2 separate regions of the Zea mays genome follow, and region 1 is linked to region 2. A link is a contact called in public Hi-C data. All regions are on one chromosome and are shown on one strand. Each heading gives the region's core, a stretch centred on a gene start, on an enhancer-like site or on the middle of the called end of the contact. The rest is flanking DNA. Distances are from core to core; before and after follow the strand shown. Region 1 holds the start of LOC100273227 (3'-5' exonuclease domain-containing protein / K homology domain-containing protein / KH domain-containing protein). Region 2 has its middle 4.4 kb from the start of LOC111347722.

Region 1 (4,151 bases), core at 1,040-3,539, 580 kb after region 2:
TAGCAAGGGGTACGCCACATAAATACTTATGCAGGGCGCATGGTCCCTAATTCATGATAATGCTAAGTTCTAAAGCTTCGTGCCAAAGAAGAGAAGATGATCATACATTGATAGTACAGAGAAAATAGCCTACTTATGAAAATCGCTAGAAATTGTTCCTATGAGCAAGTAAATATATATGGTGATTACCTGTGTATCCATCACATTATGCAGTTTTATGCCAAACTGAAAATACAAAGCCTGCAAAAAAGTGATAAAGTTTAATCTAGTTAGTCAAGTTTACAATCTCCTAAAAGGACAAAAAGGAAACATAGCAAGCTAAAAGTTCTCAAATCCAACATTAGGCACCTCACTGTCCCTTTTACAATCATGAATAACTTTGGTGATATGATCAGACTCAAGTGCGGGCTTACAAGCTTGAATAAGTTCTTTTCCACCCTCAATAGCATCAACTAGGTAAACAGCATCAGGGAATGCAAGCTGCAATATGTAGACAACCAACAAAAAGTATAGCACATCAGGATCTCAAATGTAGAGAGTGGACACTTTAGGAACAACCTCAAGAACAAGACAAGCATATACAAAAGTTGGATGAAACAGCAGGCATATTAAGTCTAGGTGCATGAAAAAAAAATACATGTAAATGCATGACCCTTGAATTCAAGGTAATGAAGTAGCATTTCTAGCAGAAACAATTCGTTAAAAAATGAAGACCACTGAAAGTTATGAAGTAATGTTTTAGTCCAGTTATAAGAAAAATGCATGGCAGCTGCATATAGTTTTGTGATGACACAATCATGATCATGAAAATATATTAAGTCTAGGTGCATGAAAAAAATACATGTAAATGCATGACCCTTGAATTCAAGGTAATGAAGTAGCATTTCTAGCAGAAACAATTCGTTACAAAATGAAGACCACTGAAAGTAATGAAGTAATGTTTTATTCCACTTATAAGAAAAATGAATGGCTGCTGCATAAAGTTTTTTGTGATGTCACAATCATGAAAACAAAACCCTATAATACAACATCATGCCAGCTAAGGTTACTTTTGCTCACCTGCATAATACAGAGAGCACCATTGCGGCAGAGATCAACACCTTCACAGTCAAATCCAATTACCAACTTCTGGGCAGCTGAGGGTTCAAGAAACTCGACTGGGAGTTGACCAGGTTTGGTAACGATATGATAGGAGGGGCATGGTAATTCTGGGTTGTTATCTGCAAGAGAAATCAAGTGATCAATACAAAGCAATTAAAATTGGCTCATTGGTGCACAACTGTAGAAGCAACCCCAATCAAGGGGAAACTATATGGACAAAAACAGTTCCCTGTTCTGAGCAAGATAACCGATCCTAGCAAGCAAAAAACCTACCAACAAAACACACAGGTAGCGATATGCAGCCAATTTCACTGCCAAACTATTAAGTAAATGGATAAAGTGCATCGGAATGGAATCATAAGAACTTGTTCCAGAATTTCTGGCACAATGCAGCTACACAACTAATTCTTCATCAATGCTAAAAAGAGTACTGATGAAGTAGCCAGCACCTATCAGCAAGTAATTATCACAAGATCAGGCACTATGATATTCACAAATTATTTGCATATAAAAATACAGAACTATTGGTGATTGAAGAGAACAAGTATTTCACTTGGAACTATGGGCATTCACTCCAAGTAATTCTGCAATCCCGCCCAAAAAAGACCTAGTCCCTAGAGCAACCCGCACGAAGTTACTAGCTGCGCGATCAAATAAGCATCTGCATACCAACATTACGAGCCCAAAAACCCTAAGATTATACCATGACACAAAACGCTCCAACAAAACACAGCAAGGTAGAAGCTAAAACACAAGTACACAAGGACTAAACGAACTCCCAGAACCCTAAAAGCAGCGGACGCCGATGCGGCACCGTGAGCACAGATGTACGGGCTCGCGCCGCGCGGGCGCAGCACTATGAGCGCGAAACGGTGGGGCGCTTCAAGCGAAACGGAGGGGCCGCTCGGTCATATGCGAAACGGAGCAGCAGGCAGCGGGATCGCAGCGACCTAACGCGCCACGATTTACACCGCGAGTAGAGCAACACTGGGAGAGCCGAGCCACCAGGAGGATGAAGAGAGAGGGGAGAGGCATAGGTAAGTGCCGCACCTGAGGGGTCGTCAGCGTCGGCGGGGTCGAGGGGCTCGGAATGGTGGGAGGCCATCCCGATCCCCTCACGATCGCTCGCAGGGGGAGAGAGGCAGGAGGCGGGCGCACCGGCGACGTTGAGGAACAAGGACGAAAAGGGAACACGAGGGGTGCGCCGTGCGCGGCTGCGCCTACTCGGCTATAGCTAATAGTCGCCGCGCCGGTGCTGCGGAAGTGAGGCGACGGTTACCGCTAGCAGCTGTCGGCTGGGCTTGGGCCTGTTCATTTATTGCGTGAACTCCACTGGCAGCCCAATCTGCGATGATGATGCCCTGATGCTATTGCACTCCCTCAACTAACAATTTACTGTGGTAAGGCTATCCACACTCGTACCATTCTAAATATTCTTTTTTATAGCAAAATTCTTTACCCTATATTATTATATTGACTCTATATCTTAATCATATACCAACTACTATATGTATAATATTATTTTTTCCTATTCTTTTTCTTTTCTTACTCAACTACCTCCTGTTTATTGTACTGATGTTGTACGGCGAGTAGAAGGTTAGTAAACTCTGGGAATAACGTTTCTTGTGCTCGCTCTAATTCTGCATACACGGCTGCAGCATTTACCTACTGCATACAGCATACTGCATATGTAATTGCATGATCATAGCGTTTGTTTTGGCGTTTGTGACTGCGGCTAGCCTAAACTCACTTTTTCTTTCGAACTCCATAATCAGATATCTGACTCACAAGACCATTCAAATTACTTCCTGCTATAGTTTCATAGTTTCAAGTAGTTTTAAAAACGGTTTTGTCTCTTTCTTATTTTTAGTTAAATCTAGTAAATACTTGATATAAGACTATTAAAACATAGAAAACATCTCTATATTTCTAAAAATTTTGAAAAAAAAAATCCTAGAGCAGAAGCTTTCAAAAAATAGAACTATATTCCAAACATCCAAAAAAGTTTCAAACATTATAATCGATGCCTCAGCGTGTTTTGAAAACTTTTCACAAAACATTTTGACTAAACTTATTTAATTTTGGCAAAGTTTATAGAAAATACATCAAAATGTATAATGTCTGTTGACGGGAAAAGGTGGCCAAGATATGTGAAGGACTTTATAACTACGTTCCTAATGTCATAACAATCTAGAAAAAATATTTGGATCGTCACATTTAAATTCCGCTCGACAAAAGGAAGGTTTTAGGTTGTCTCCAGCAACGTCCTCTATATCTATCCTCTATATCTATCTCAGTCTCCTTTAAAAGATTTCATCCTTTATATATCCTTTCTCTTCAACAACATACTCTAAATCATGTCATCTATACACAAATACGTATATTAGAGATATTTTTATTTTTTATTTTTTACATATGTATTTTTCATACTCTCAAATGTATTGTACATATTTTAGTTTTGCTAAACCGGTTATTTAAAGTATTCAAATAGATAGAGGCCCGTTTAGAGAAACTCTATATATATAGAATCTAGCAGCGTCCTCTAAATTTAGAGGACCATTTAGAGGACGTTGCTGGAGAGCATGGTTTTCTATATTTAGAGTAGAGGAGGTTTTAGAGACTATTGCTTATTGCTGGAGCCAGCCTTAGGCTATCCACAACTTTGCACGATACTCTACCGAGTTGGAGTAAACTATAGGGCAAGAAAAAGACCACAACTGGATACTCTAAAATAGAGGCGGGCATGAAGAACGGCACATTCAGTTCAGCATATGTACGGCAGCCACTCTATGCATTATACCAATGAGCAGCAGCGGCAACATGTGTACGAAAAAGTTTTGATAGTTGGTATAGGGTTGAGATATGAAGTAAATATAAATGCGGAGGATTATGATATAGTGTAAAGAATTTTGCTGATAAGGATAGAATTTTTTTTTAGATAAAAATTTAGAGTTACATGAGTGCGAGCCTTAGACCTATTTACTGTAAATGGAACACGGCTAGCAGATTTCTCGTTAGGATAGTTTTTTCTGTTGTTCTGGTAACTGTAG
Region 2 (3,874 bases), core at 713-3,212:
TAAGAGATTGTTCGCGCATGTGACCAGGAGTAGCCTCACCTCCTCCATCTCCTTCGTATTTGTACACACAGAGGGAGCGGAACGGACAGTAACGATCGTCATTATGACCAGAAACTGACAGTCATTACAGCCCGTCTGTTACTAGCCATAACACAGGAAATGGACAGTAACAGACGACAATAATGGACGATCATCACTCCAAGCAAATGTGCAGCCGTTAGGTAGAAATATTTAGACCAAGGTCCGATCTACCACGAGCCTCGCCCGCGGCCCGGCCGGTGGCGCTCCCACGTATGGCAGTCCTTAATCCTTTTCTCAACTTATCAATAGATGCATGGATGGTCCACCTATTTAAGTTGATTAATTTGTTCCTTAAACTTCTGGTACGTTACTAAAGTATTAGTACACTGTATCATTAAAGTGTGCCTTTAGCATTGACTACTATTGAATATTAATTTAGGTCAGGCCCACATTAATCCAACATAAACGAGTAGTTATACACACATTGACATACATGGCATCACATATATCACACTGTTTTCCTAAATTAAATTAAAACTGAAAATACCTAAATTCCTAACATATAATACGTCTACTATTTTTTATCGTTAATTTTCTTTCTACTATTTTTTATCGTTATTTTCTTTCTTCTATTTTAAAACAGAAGTAGATGCTGAACCTTAATCTCCATTAAGTCGAGTTGATTATCTCTAGCTCCAGAAACCAATATATTTTTAACGGTTTGGTTTAGCTGTTTTTTCTAAAAAAAGAGATAAAAAGGAGTTTTATGGCCATTAATTTCTTAGAGTTGATCAGTTTCTCATGGCAACAAGTACTCTACTGCATCAGCATCACGCTTGCACTGCCCGGGCTTTGAAGATGGGGTGTCGACCTGCTTTGTCGTTTAGTGGAATTTCAGGAATTCTTGACGTAACTTCAAACAAGAAAACATGCTCGGAACATATTAGCTTTCTATGCGTAACAACAAATCTTCAATAGTGCGGTCCTCGTTGGGTTACCAAACGCTGACTTTCCTGCCGTGTCTTGGTCTTAGGATTATCTCTTCCTCCGTCCTTATATCCTATTATAAGGTGTAACTACATCTTATTCTTGTTCTATAATATAAGACATACTTTCCTTATAATTAGACACACGTGTATTAATATACTAGTAACCTTGTTGATAAGCACGGTGGCCCAAATATTGACAAGTATGGCTTATCTTATCGTGTCATGTTGTGCCGCTCATTATGACGACTAAGTTTGAGATACAACATGGTTCGACTATTCGAGTTGTACTGGTCCGACCCTTTTCTTTCGTATCATGTTGTACTTTGGACTCTTATTTTATGTTGTACCGTGCTGACCCTAAATGATCCGGCCTAAACTTTCAAGTCTAGCCACCAGTTAGGCGGGTCTGCAGAAGCTTCTGGCCACGCCTTTTAAGTTATTGCACGTATGCACATGATTGTTGTCAAGATCATCTTAAATATTAGATTTTCTTCTTTTTGGCAGGAAAGTCGCGCGAGTTTGGTAACTACACACATAATCGCCCGTGATTAGTTCTAATAACAACAAATAAGTAACTAATAGAAAAGGCAGTGGTAGCAGTACATATGTAATGGTCCCATATCAGGTCCACCAACGACGACGGCGTAACGTGCGCGGCAATCTCAGCTGATGATGACAAGCACGTCAAAACATGCGTATAAATATGCTGTCAATGCTTTGCTTTGCTTTCACTGGCAGTGGAATTGAATTCTTCCGGTGAAATCAAAGCAGGGACGGTTCACCGGTGCATGATATTGATTGGAAGGTGTGATTAGATTGTTTTTTTGGCCTTTCATCAGGTGCATGATTGCGTGGTGTAATTAAAGTTGGCCCTCTGACTCTGGGTTAGTAGCTAGGTGAGACATGAGAAAGAGGACCGTGCCTTCCTCCGTCCTTCTCTCCCGTTGGGCGCCGCGTGTCTGTGGCTAGCTAGGGTAGGTTTGACAGCTCACCGTGGCACCAAAGGTGCAACCACCGTATAACCCAACCCAACCAGAACCAGTGCAGCTATTGCTCTACATATAAATCGCTCCTGCAGATCATGTATGGATCGGATGGAGTTAGAATTATTATTATTATTATTATTATTATTATTATTATATATATATATATATATATATATATATATATATATTGTGACGTCTTTCTAGACTAAACACTAATTATCCCTAGAGTTGACACGCTTTGTGCATACACGTCCGGCCCTGGAGCTTGAACTGTCCGACATGGCCAGGAGCCGAACTATCCGCTACGCATGGAGAGGCTCGGGAAAAACCTACATTCTGCCTCTCGAGTGGGACCCACAGGGAGGAGAGATTATAGGTTGCTTTCGGGTCGACATACCACTTAAAGCGTCTCAGACAATATAGAGCCGAAGATATGAGAAGATTAGGATTTGGGGAAACAACAACTAGGACTAAAACTAAACCTATAGGTCTAAGAAAATAATGTATAAGCTAGTTTGTATATCAATTTTTAGTGTTCCCGTACCCTTTATATATATATTTATAGTGGAGCTCTAGACACTTTTATAAGTGGGGTCCAACAATATCCCACAACAAATTATAAAAATATCGCAAGAAATCAAGATGTCGCAAGAACTTATCTAATCCCAGACTATCCAGGCTATCACGCGGGACGGTCTGGTGTCGTACTGTCCAGTCTCCCTAAGCCTCTAGTCGTCTCTCTTCATATCTCTGCTTCATAGGCGGACTGCATTGGCCACATGACGTACAGCAGAGATGGTAAATCAACTCTATTTTTCTTTGTAATTTTGATTAGTGATTTTAGAAGAATTTTTTATGTAAACCTGGATTTCGTTACTAATGATACTTTTTTAACATTGTGCTATATCAATTTACTTGTACAATACATTGATTGAATATGAAGAGGGGCGAAGATATTGCTTCGCTTTTTCGAAAACATAAAGCACACGCCGAACAAGTAATATTGAAATTTACTTTGCAACCGGTATGCACATTTATTTAGTGCATTTTGTGCTTGATGTTCATATTATATTTGTATGTATTTGTAGACTTTAAATGTTAAATCTATAGTTTCATATGCTAATACCTTATCTTTATATTTTGAACTATATACTAAATTGATATAGATTATACTAAGTTATTTATGAAAAAAATATGGCACTTAGTGCATGTGTGTTGATTGTAGAGCTATCATTTTCTAGATTTGATTCGTGTGTTGATGTCGCTGACCAAAGCTCTTTCCTTTGATCCCTTTCTTGTATCAACCCTTCGGAGCTGAAGCTCTTCAGCTTCGCCTTCGCTTTGCGCGCTAGTTTGGACGAAGGCTAGCTTGGTCATTCTTCGATAATACATTAAATATAATGAAACACTTCGAGGACCTTCGATAATAAAGGTCTCCCAATATAAGCTAATACAGTTCTATATAGAATTTATTTATATACTATTTTTGGTTATATGAGGAAGATATTTATATGCTACATTTTTATTATATGGGAGCGAGCCGATGAGTGCGTTATAAGTTACAGAGTAGAAACATATATTAGTGACACATTAAATCAATTTCCACACCTCATCCTATGAATTCGGGATATGCTTATATCTAAACTTAGGAAAATGATGGAATGTCAAATTTCAAACTAAAGACATACTCTATCAAATAAATTTCCAATTCCTTTAAAAGGAAGGGATCTAAAGATATTTGTTTTTACATTGGTATATGTATTTAAATTTCAAAATAAAATACACTAAATGCTGGTATCCACAGCCAAGCAAAAGCGTCGGTGCCACAAGACAGTCGTATTTTCCGAGGCTATCCACACTCTTTATACCTTTTTTTCT

The links. Hi-C and Micro-C count contacts between places; a contact is called where the count stands out from the background.
Region 1: a Hi-C map of ear shows a contact between it and region 2, with 2.3 times the contacts expected there. The contact joins the promoter of LOC100273227 here to the enhancer-like site in region 2. A contact is called at or near these places in 2 of 25 Hi-C or Micro-C datasets (ear and tassel).

The regions. Positions count from the first base shown.
Region 1 is chr8:141,967,600-141,971,750 of Zm-B73-REFERENCE-NAM-5.0, forward strand. LOC100273227 (3'-5' exonuclease domain-containing protein / K homology domain-containing protein / KH domain-containing protein) reads right to left here and starts at 2,290. Exons shown (of 10, transcript NM_001147669.1): 1 at 2,152-2,290; 2 at 1,060-1,220; 3 at 349-480; 4 at 190-240. The coding sequence starts at 2,206.
Region 2 is chr8:141,389,604-141,393,477 of Zm-B73-REFERENCE-NAM-5.0, forward strand. No RefSeq gene overlaps it. Among protein-coding and RNA genes, the nearest start is that of LOC111347722, 4.4 kb to the right of the region's middle. Within about 2 kb of position 1,963, at least 15 of the 20 cell types and tissues checked have an H3K27ac peak or open chromatin away from gene starts, as enhancers often do. A contact at or near this core is called in ear and tassel, where this site is marked.